Linked DNA regions of Triticum aestivum: region 2 is linked to region 1. A link is a contact called in public Hi-C data. All regions are on one chromosome and are shown on one strand. The core of a region is the stretch at or near the end of the contact, and the rest is flanking DNA. Distances in the headings are between cores, read along the strand shown. Region 1 holds the start of LOC123085303 (phosphomevalonate kinase, peroxisomal). Region 2 holds the start of LOC123085305 (protein MOS2).

Region 1 (6,248 bases), core at 594-3,093:
CCCTCTAAAACGAGATTAAGACTAGTGGCAGAGATCCATGTTCTCCGGCTTGTTCTCGGGCGGTGCTACTCGGTCAGCCAAGTACTGTAGCTGCAGGTAGCTGCAGCCTGCCCTCCGCTCCCCTTTCTCTGGTTTCTTACCGTTTTCCAATGTTTGCATCAGTTTTTCTTTGTTTTTCCTTTTTTCGGTCTTCTTTGTTCCTTTCTTCTGTTTTCACCGTTTTCTTCTATTTTATTCTTTATTCTTTTGATTTTTAACGCATGTTAAGATTTTACATACACATTGTAATTTTTTGTATAAATTAGGATTTTTTATACACATTTAACATTTGTCGGATACGTCATTAATATTTGCTCAAATATATCTTTTTTAATAGAGGAAGGCGCACAAAGCGCCAACATTTTCATTCAACTTAATAACATCTTACAACGTGGAGTACATAACCCTGAAAATTAAAGTTGGAAAGGAGGGAAACTACAGGGCAAGACCTGTTTCTATGAGCTGAAGCAAAACAACTAATGTCAGATTCTATAGAACTTTTAAGAACTTGATGAGCCACGTTGTCAGCTACCTGTGCATGGAGATCTTTAGTAAAAGAGAATAATTCAGCAAGATATTTCCTGATGGACCAAAGGGTAGAATAAGCTAAGTCACTTCTTTCCGCTGCCGCTCTTGTCAAGGAGAGACAATCAGTAAGGAAAGTAGGCCTAGAAATCTTAAGCCTATGTGCAACTTGAGCTGGAAGACAAATATATGTTTTGATGTCTATCATTTTCATACACATTGTATACTTTTGGTATAAATATAAGACCTTTTTTATATATGTTTCGCATTTTTCAACTACATGCTAAACATTTTTCAAACACATATTTTCGAACATTCTTTAGAAATTGTGTTAAGCAATTTTTTAAATATAGTTGAAACATTTCTTTGAATAATACAAAGCCATTTTTTTAAGTATGTAACCATTTTTACATTCTATAATTTTGTTTTGAAATTTTACTAACATATATTTGAAACTCATGAACATGTTTTTAAATGAAACATACATTTTAATGGTATTGTACATTTTTTTTGAATTACACAAATATTTCTTTTACAAAATGTCACGTACATTTTTCTTAAAAACCATTTTAGATGTCACAAACATTTTTCGAATGCTGTCAACATCTTTTTAAAGTTGTCGAACACTCTTTTTACATTGGATGAACATTTCCATAAATGTTTTAAAAAACTTAAATTAAATACGTTTCATTTTGAGAAATATAAATAAATGTATAAAAATGAAAAATGTTCCCAACGAAGGCGATCCTCCCACGTTGAGCCGACTTATTTAGGGCGACCTTGAGGCGAGTGAACCATTCATCACGGATATCTCCTCAAGCCCCATATGCCATCGAGAGTTTCCATGGGGCTGCTCAAAACCGGAGCCGTTTGGGCTCAGCCCATATTCGTGTCCTCCTAGCCCGCCCATCAACGAGATCGAGTCCATCTCAGAGAAAAAAAATACAATATCGAGCCAGGGCTGGCCAAACAGGTCGTGCTTCGTGGGCCAGCCAAGAAGCCAGCATGCCCGCCACGTCACACGACTAAATGGGTCGTGCCAGGCCTTGCACGACCCCAGGCTTGTTGCAGGCCTGCGTGCCGGCATGGTCCTGTTCATTTCTTTATTTTTCCTGAACTTTTATTTTTAAACAGCCCAAAAAGGCCGAAGAGCACGTAGGCAGGCCGGCACGCGTGTCGTGCCGGCCCACATGTATACGGGCCTCGACGTGCCATGCTGTGCCCGGGCCGTCCGGCCCGTTGGCCATGTCTGGATAGGCACGTGCCGGGCCAACTGCAACTCCGCACGGCCGTCGTCGTCGAAAGTCTCTGCAGAACGCCGCGCGGCGACTCCCCGTCCACCAGCCACCGCTCCTCCTCGGTTCCTCCGCCGTAGGCAGAAACGTGCTGCCCTGCGCGCCGTGCCGCACGACCGCCGCATCGCACTCCACTCCAGTCGCCGAGTAGGGGAAGCCCATGGAAGTGTGAGTCGTCGGACACTGCTAGATTTCGCCTACCCTGCTCGGCTCTGCATCTGCCTCTCTGCGTGCCTGCCTCCGCAGTCGGGCCCCGATCCGGTCAGCTCACCCCGCTCGGTCGTGTGTCTTCAGGGTCGCGTCGGCGCCGGGGAAGGTGCTCGTGGCGGGAGGGTACCTGGTGCTGGAGCGCCCCAACCCCGGCCTCGTCCTCAGCACCACCGCCCGCTTCTACGCCATCGTCCGCCCGATCCACGACGAGCTCAGCCCCGACTCCTGGGCATGGGTGAGGCCGAGCTCTGCCCGGTCCTCCGGTTTCCGTACCACCAGATCACCGCTTATCCTGTACCCTTGTGCTGTATCAGGCGTGGGCGGATGTGAAGGTGACCTCCCCTCAGCTCTCCCGGGAGGCCGCCTACAAGCTATCCATCAAGAATTCGACGCTCCAATTGACGTCCGCAAGGCGAGTTGTGGATCATTCGCTCGGACCAAAGCCCTGCATAGCACTCTTGATTTGTCATAGTGTTGTTGGAGTTCAGTTGTTTGCAGCAGTGTGCTGTTATTGATTTGTGCTAATGTTGCAGGGAGTCTACAAATCCTTTTGTGGAGCAGGCGATACAGTTCTCCGTAGCCGCTGCCAAAGTGTCTATTACTGACAAGGAGAAGAAAGATGCACTAGATAAGCTGCTGTTGCGAGGTCATGCAACTTCCCATTAGTTACCTGCTCCACTCTAAAGCACAACGTTGATTTTGTATCTGTTGTATACTGTAGTAGTATTTCGTTGTTGATTCTTTGAGCTTTATTTGTGCAGGTTTGAACATCACAATTCTGGGTTCCAATGATTTCTATTCATACAGGAAGCAGGTAATGCTTCCTATTTGAATTACAATTGAACCTGAAAAATAAAATAAAAACAAGAGATTTGATTTACATTGTCTTTGTTCCTTTCCTTTTGGATCTCCTAATCTTATCTTGAACATCGCATCCCCACATTGAAATGAAAAAGTAGCGCGGTGTCAGGGCCAAATCTAAGATCTCTAAACGGATTTGAGTAAATTGAGTATGTTCTAAGATAATCAAAATTGAATGATGGTCTTAGCTTCTATGACCAAATTATTGTTTCAGTCACAGGCGGTTACACTTCACATATCAGTATATGTAATGAATTGTGTAGAATTGGTTATACATCAGGTATTGCCTATAAGTTTACAATCTGAAAATGTGATTCTTAAAAGAGGAAATTACTTGTGAACTTCAAACAGACGCAGGACATGCTCACATGTGAGTGTGACATAGGATGTGTATAAATTCTTGCATTCTTTCTCCCTTTCTAGATGTCGTGTTTTTATTATTCACTTCAACAGCTCGTGATGTGCAAAAATTACCACTGGTTTCGTTTCATTCTCCATTTATTTCTTTATGTGTAAGTGTTAAGATTCGATGCACATGTGAAGTAGGAACCCACTGCAAAGCATTCAGGAGTTGTTACTTCCTTTCATTTCTTTATGTATGCCATTCTTTTACACACTAAATGTACATTATTAATTATATTGGTCCCACTTTTTACCTATGTATGTCATACAATGATACAACCATAGTTTTCCTCAAACGCATTCTCACTGGTAGATAATTAGCAGTGGATTTCACTCTTTCTTCAGATTGAAGCACGTGGTCTGCCTCTAACGCCAGAGGTATTGCTTTCATTGCCTCCATTTTGCTCAATTACGTTTAACTCAGAAGTTGCTAATGGAACTGGAGAAATATGCAAACCTGAAGTGGCAAAAACTGGACTTGGATCATCAGCTGCCATGACTGCATCAGTTGTCGCTGCTCTTCTTCATTACCTTGGAGCTGTTAACCTTTCGTGTTCAGATCAATCATCCAGTGTCACTGCAACTGGACGAGATTTTGACTTTGTGCATGCTATTGCTCAAAGTGCACACTGTATAGCACAAGGGAAAATTGGCAGTGGCTTTGATGTTAGTGCCGCTGTCTATGGGAGTCACCGCTACACAAGGTTCTCTCCTGAAATCCTCTCCTCAGCCCAGGTAAGAAGTCCCGGATAGTTATCTATCCCAGCAAGTGCCCAACATTTGTCTATCCCAGCGACTTCGTTAGTAGTAATCTTAAAAAATATTTACAGGTTATAGGCGGGAGTTGCTTGCCAGATGTAGTAGCAGATATTGTTACACGGAGGTGGGATCATGAGAAGACCCAATTTTCTTTGCCTCCTCTGATGTGCCTTGTAAGTTGGATGATTGATGATGAGGTTTTCCTACTTGTTATTATACCATTTTACTGGTTGTCACCTCTCGTCATAATTACTGGCCTGCTGCTGACAGTATAGGATATGTAGTCTGATTAGTAGTTAGTTGCACCGCTATGATGCTTGTTAACCTTTGATTTCCATGGCTGAAACTGGTAGAATAGTACTGTTGTAAGCATGGACACCACAAGTCATGCTTGTCTCCCTTCTTTGTAAGCAATGAATATGCTAATATTCTGAGCACCTTGCAGATATAAAATATTCTTTATCATCGTATTTGTTAAGTTTATTTGCCTTGATTTTTTGTTTTACCCTCATGAGCTATGAAGGTGATAAAAAAGTTATTCTTAAGTCTGGGAATGTCATTTTGTAAGATTCTTTAACCAAAGAACTTACCTGATTTCTTTTTTGTAGTATGATAATATTATTTGATATTATGTTTATTTGTCGATTAATGGGGATTTGTTTCAGTAAGGTTGAGTTTGGAATTTTAACATAGAGTGTTTGTTGTTGTTAGCTTCTGGGTGAACCTGGAACTGGAGGATCATCTACTCCATCAATGGTTGGATCTGTGAAACAGTGGCAGAAGTCTGATCCTCAGAAAGCCGCAGATACATGGAGCAAGTTGGGAATGGCTAATTCAGTGCTGGAAAACCAATTGAGAAGCTTAAGCAAACTTTCTGAAGATCATTGGGATGCCTATGAATCTGTAGTGCGGTCCTGTAGTCGTCTCACATTCACGAAGGTAACCTTAGTAACTTCTCATTAATTGTATTAATATAAGCTGGATCATTGTAGACTAAGTTGATAGACCAGAGCAAGGGTCATGCTACAGAATAAGCAAAGATCATATGAATTTTGCAAACAAATGTCAATCGAGAAAATGCATTTATTTCCCGCTTATGGAATGGAGATTGCACCATCCAGATTTTTTGGCATACATGATGACCGCGTAGTCTTTAGATTTACCTATTTTATGCTACTAATTCTTAGTCATCAATTTGTCATCACGTGCATCTGCAGGAAGAGGAAAACAATCTTTACTGCTCTAAAATGTTTTTTCTTTGTTCTCTTCAGTGGACAGAGGTGGCTACTAATCAGCAGCAAGAATTGGTTGTCAAATCATTATTGGCTGCGAGAGATGCTTTCCTTGAAATAAGGCTTCATATGCGAGAGATGGGTGTGGCAGCCGGTGTTCCAGTAAGGCTCGATGGATGAAATTATGATTGTTGTAGACTTGTAGTATAGTGTTTTCAAAGAAGTTGACTAAATGTCTTGATGCCATAGTTATGCCTTCATGGCTTACATAGTCATAGTCATGGAACTGTAGATAGTAGTCACAGTTTATTGTACAGCTTTTCTGTGTTTTAACGTCCTTAATTTGCAGATTGAGCCGGAGTCACAAACGCAACTTCTGGATGCCACTATGAATATGGAAGGTGTTCTACTAGCTGGTGTTCCTGGAGCCGGTGGCTTTGACGCAGTTTTCTCACTGACCTTAGGTGAAGCAAGTGGTGCTGTAGCAAATGCTTGGAGCTCGGTCGGTGTCCTCCCACTACTTGTTCGAGAAGACTCTCGGGGTGTTTCACTGGAAGCTGGCGATCCAAGAACAGAGGAGGTGTCAACCGCTGTGTCGTCCATACAGATTGGCTGATACTATTTGTTGATAAATTCTGTAACTTTTCTATGGTGTATCTTTGGTATCTCATTCATTTAGGAGTAGCACAACCAGACAAATTTTGAACACTCTCATGGTTAGAATAAGTGCTGAGCACGGAGCAAAGATGGTACGATGTAGTTTGAGGACAATGCAAGAGTGGAAAATGGGAAGCCCTTGTAACTCCCATGGAATGGAAGTATTGCCTGTGGCCATGAAAATGGACGTGGCGTGATGTGTAGCTTTTTCAATAAACTCGGGACCTGAATTTTGGTACATTTTGAAACTCGTTATTACAGTTCGCCA
Region 2 (3,465 bases), core at 93-2,592, 370 kb before region 1:
TTGGTTTCCATTTTTTTTTCTAGTATTCGTTTTTTCCATGAAGAGATGTTCATCAAAATCTATTAACATGAGATCTAACTGTAAACATCTCAACATTAGAAATCTGACGGTAAAATGATTCGGGGTTTAAACACACAGTTCAAGAGATAAGATATTTTAAACAAACAAATTTACGAAGAAAACGAAAACTCCTTGGTTGTGACAGGTGGCACCACTTGTGAGCGTCTGAGAAGGTGGGAGACAACTTTTGCAAAGGACAACCCTTAACTATTAATTAGTGATTTCGCGCACCCCTTGAGTGCTCTATATATGGCTTATAACGACATGTTAGCTCCTCTCGCATGAAGCTTCCCTGCAGCGTGCACGCGTGTGGGCCGACTCAATAGCATGCTATCCATTTCTTCGTCGGTGGTCAGTTCGCTAATGTGCTAGTTTGGGTGTTTCGATTTTAGTGTTTTTGTTTTTATTTTATTTTTTGTTTGGTTTTCTTACTTCTTCATTGGTTTTCTTTCATTTTCCTTTTTCGTCATTGTACTTCATTTTTTGTTATTTCTTCATTTTTTGGTTTCTTTCATATTTTTTGTTGTGTTTTCTCTTATTTCTCATTTTCTTCATTTTTTTCGTTTCTTTCTTGGTTTTCTTTATTTCTTTCTCGGTTTTCATTGTTTTCAATTTTTTTGCACCTGTTTCTTTGGTTTCCTTTTCCCTTTTTTTATTTTTCTGATTTTTTACATTTTTTATTACATACGTAATTTTTTAATTTACCTTTAGCATTTGGAAATTCATTGTTAATATTTTTTCGAATAAATGTTTGGATGTCTATTGTTTCATAGACATTGTACATTTTTGGTATACATCTATGACTTATTTAATACATGGTTAACATTTTTTTGTGCATATGGTTAACATTTTTTGAATATATGTTTTGATGTCTACTTTTTACACATCATACATTTTCGTTATGCATTTGATACATTTTTTACATGCTTATACTTTATGTATGCATGTTTAACATTTTTCCGAATACATGAGTAACATTTTTAAACACATAGTTTTTTCATATACATTGTACATGTTTTGTATACATCAAAAATATTTTTGTACACATTTAATATTTTACAAGTACATGAATAAAATTTTTGAAACTTTTTTTTATGTTAGTTTTTTTCCATACACATGGTATATTTTTTTGTATACATCATAAACATTTTTTGTATACGCATTTAACATTCCCAGGCACCGGCCAGGGCGTGCCGTGCCTGGCCCGGCTGTGCCGGCGTGGTCGCGGGCTGGCCTGGTCGGCCCGGCCCGTTTGACCAGCTTTGCCACTGGGGGCTCAGCCGATACCGAGTCTCAACGTCACACGAACTCGGTTCCTTCTTTCCTGTACCAGTATTTTTTTTCGTGTTTCTGCGCCCCCCACAGACTCCACACGCTTTCCCCCAAATCGCCGCCGCCATGGAGAAGGAGAAGAAGCTGTCCTTCTCCATCCCTTCCAAGCTCAGGCCGCCCAAGCCGCCCCGCCCCGCCGCCGGCGCTGATTCCTCCGCCGCCAGCGGCAACTCCGCTTCCGCGGCCGCTGCCCCCGCCCAGCAATTCGTCACCGAGTTCGATCCGTCGCAAACCCTAGCCGCCGGCGCCGCGTCCGCCGTCATCGCGCCCCTCCCCAACTCCGGCCACTTCCTCAACCACCGCTCCCGCAAACCCTCCTCCCTCCCGACCCCCGAGGAGGAGGCCGCCCTTGCGGCCTCCACCGCCGGTGGCCCCACATTCGTGCTCGACACCTCCGAGGCCCCCGACAACCCCTCCTCCCACATAGGGTATGGCCTCACCCGACGCGGCGCCGACGCCGACGCCGAGGCTGACGCCACGGAGCCGGGTAAGACGCAGTCTTCCAAGGAATCAGAGAAGAAGCCGACCTCTCCAGCCAGAGATGGCGGCTCCAGCGGTGACCTTATGCTGCGACGGTACAAGGAGGACATGGCCAGCCTCCCTGACCACCGTGGTATAGATGAGTTTGAGGAGGTGCCTGTGGAGGGCTTCGGTGCTGCCCTCCTTGCTGGTTACGGCTGGTCGGAAGGCAAAGGGCTCGGCCGCAATAACAAGGAAGATACCAAGGTTGTTGAGTATAACCGCCGTGCCGGTACGCTGGGATTAGGTTACGACCCTTCTGAGGCAGACCCTAAGAAGACTCGCTCCGGCGACTGGGTTATTGGTGGAAAGAAGCCGACAGAGAATGGTGGAAAGAAGTCCGCAGAGAATGGAAATGCAAAGAAGAGAGATATGGACAAGGAAGACAGAGTCCGGGAGAGGGATTCAAGTTCCCGACAGAAGAGATCTGGTGATCTTAGGGCCGAGAGGGAGGTTCGAGAGAAAGAGAGAAAATCTCGGGATAGTCGAGAAGAAAAGAGTAGCCGCGATGTTGGTAACAAAGTGCGCTGGTTACAGAGCAATATTAGGGTTAGAGTGGTTAATGAGAGGTTCAGCAGAAGGTTGTACCTGCAGAAGGCAAAAATTGTCGATGTGGTTGGACCAACGACATGTGACATAATGATGGATGACGGGTCAGAGCTTGTGCAGGGGGTGGAGCAGGATATGCTTGAAACAGTCCTGCCACGGACAAACGGCCAAGTGCTTGTGCTCTGTGGGAAGCACAAGGGGGTGTATGGGCATCTGGTAGAGAAGAATTCAGAGGCAGAGACTGCAGTAGTGGAGGATGCGGATACAAAAGACATGGTGCGTGTGAAATATGATCAGATTGCAGAGTACGTTGGGGACCCAGAATTGCTTGGGCATTGATTATTTCTTCTTGAGGAGGGGACATCTGTTTTCCAGGAGCTCTTCTAATGTGCGGTAATATCTGTTCCTTAGTAATAACTATCAGTCGCTGCTTGGATGTAAAATCTTGAACACAATGTTAATTGTGTTATTACTATTATTTGTTGCTTGGATGTGTAAAACCTTCAGCAAACTGTCAGTTTTTGCTTTGTATAATCTGTTTGTTTAAGTCTGCTGCATATGGGTCAAAACCTCATGCTAATCGATGATGTCAGAAGGTGATTCTTGTATCTAAGAGTGATTTTCGGAATGCATGCTAAAAATCTCATGAACTTCTTGGCGTCTTGGTGATGGGGTGATCAATAGTTACTATACCGGGACCCTGCCCTTAAACTGCAGATGCTCCGCGCGGGGTTGATTTTGTTTTGGAGTTCTCCTGCTATCCACCATAAGAGATGAAAGTTTTGCTGAAAACATCTAAAGAAAATCTGAACTACAAATCTCTAAGTTGAAGATAAAAAATTAAAAAGTACTACCTCTGTTCCTAAATATAAGATTGAACTGCCAAAACGTCTTATGTTTATGAAGCATCAAACCACAGGATTAAAAGAAAGGTCAACTAACCTGTTGCCAGGGCTCAAACTGTGCTATTGAAGATCTGTCCCTCCGTTCTTTCAAGTATGTCCA

Evidence for each region. A called contact is a pair of places that touch in the nucleus more often than the background predicts.
Region 2: a contact with region 1 is called in a Hi-C map of leaf, with 5 times the contacts expected there. The contact joins the promoter of LOC123085305 here to the promoter of LOC123085303 in region 1. A contact is called at or near these places in 1 of 5 Hi-C or Micro-C datasets (leaf) and 1 of 1 datasets of contacts at active chromatin or transcription factors (leaf).

What each region holds. Positions count from the first base shown.
Region 1 is chr4A:85,265,645-85,271,892 of IWGSC CS RefSeq v2.1, reverse strand. LOC123085303 (phosphomevalonate kinase, peroxisomal) reads left to right here and starts at 1,843. Exons shown (of 10, transcript XM_044506925.1): 1 at 1,843-2,027; 2 at 2,154-2,304; 3 at 2,384-2,481; 4 at 2,603-2,715; 5 at 2,831-2,883; 6 at 3,678-4,067; 7 at 4,163-4,264; 8 at 4,803-5,030; 9 at 5,363-5,485; 10 at 5,673-6,248. The coding sequence starts at 2,020. The coding sequence ends at 5,939.
Region 2 is chr4A:85,641,762-85,645,226 of IWGSC CS RefSeq v2.1, reverse strand. LOC123085305 (protein MOS2) reads left to right here and starts at 1,342. Exons shown (of 2, transcript XR_006439670.1): 1 at 1,342-2,853.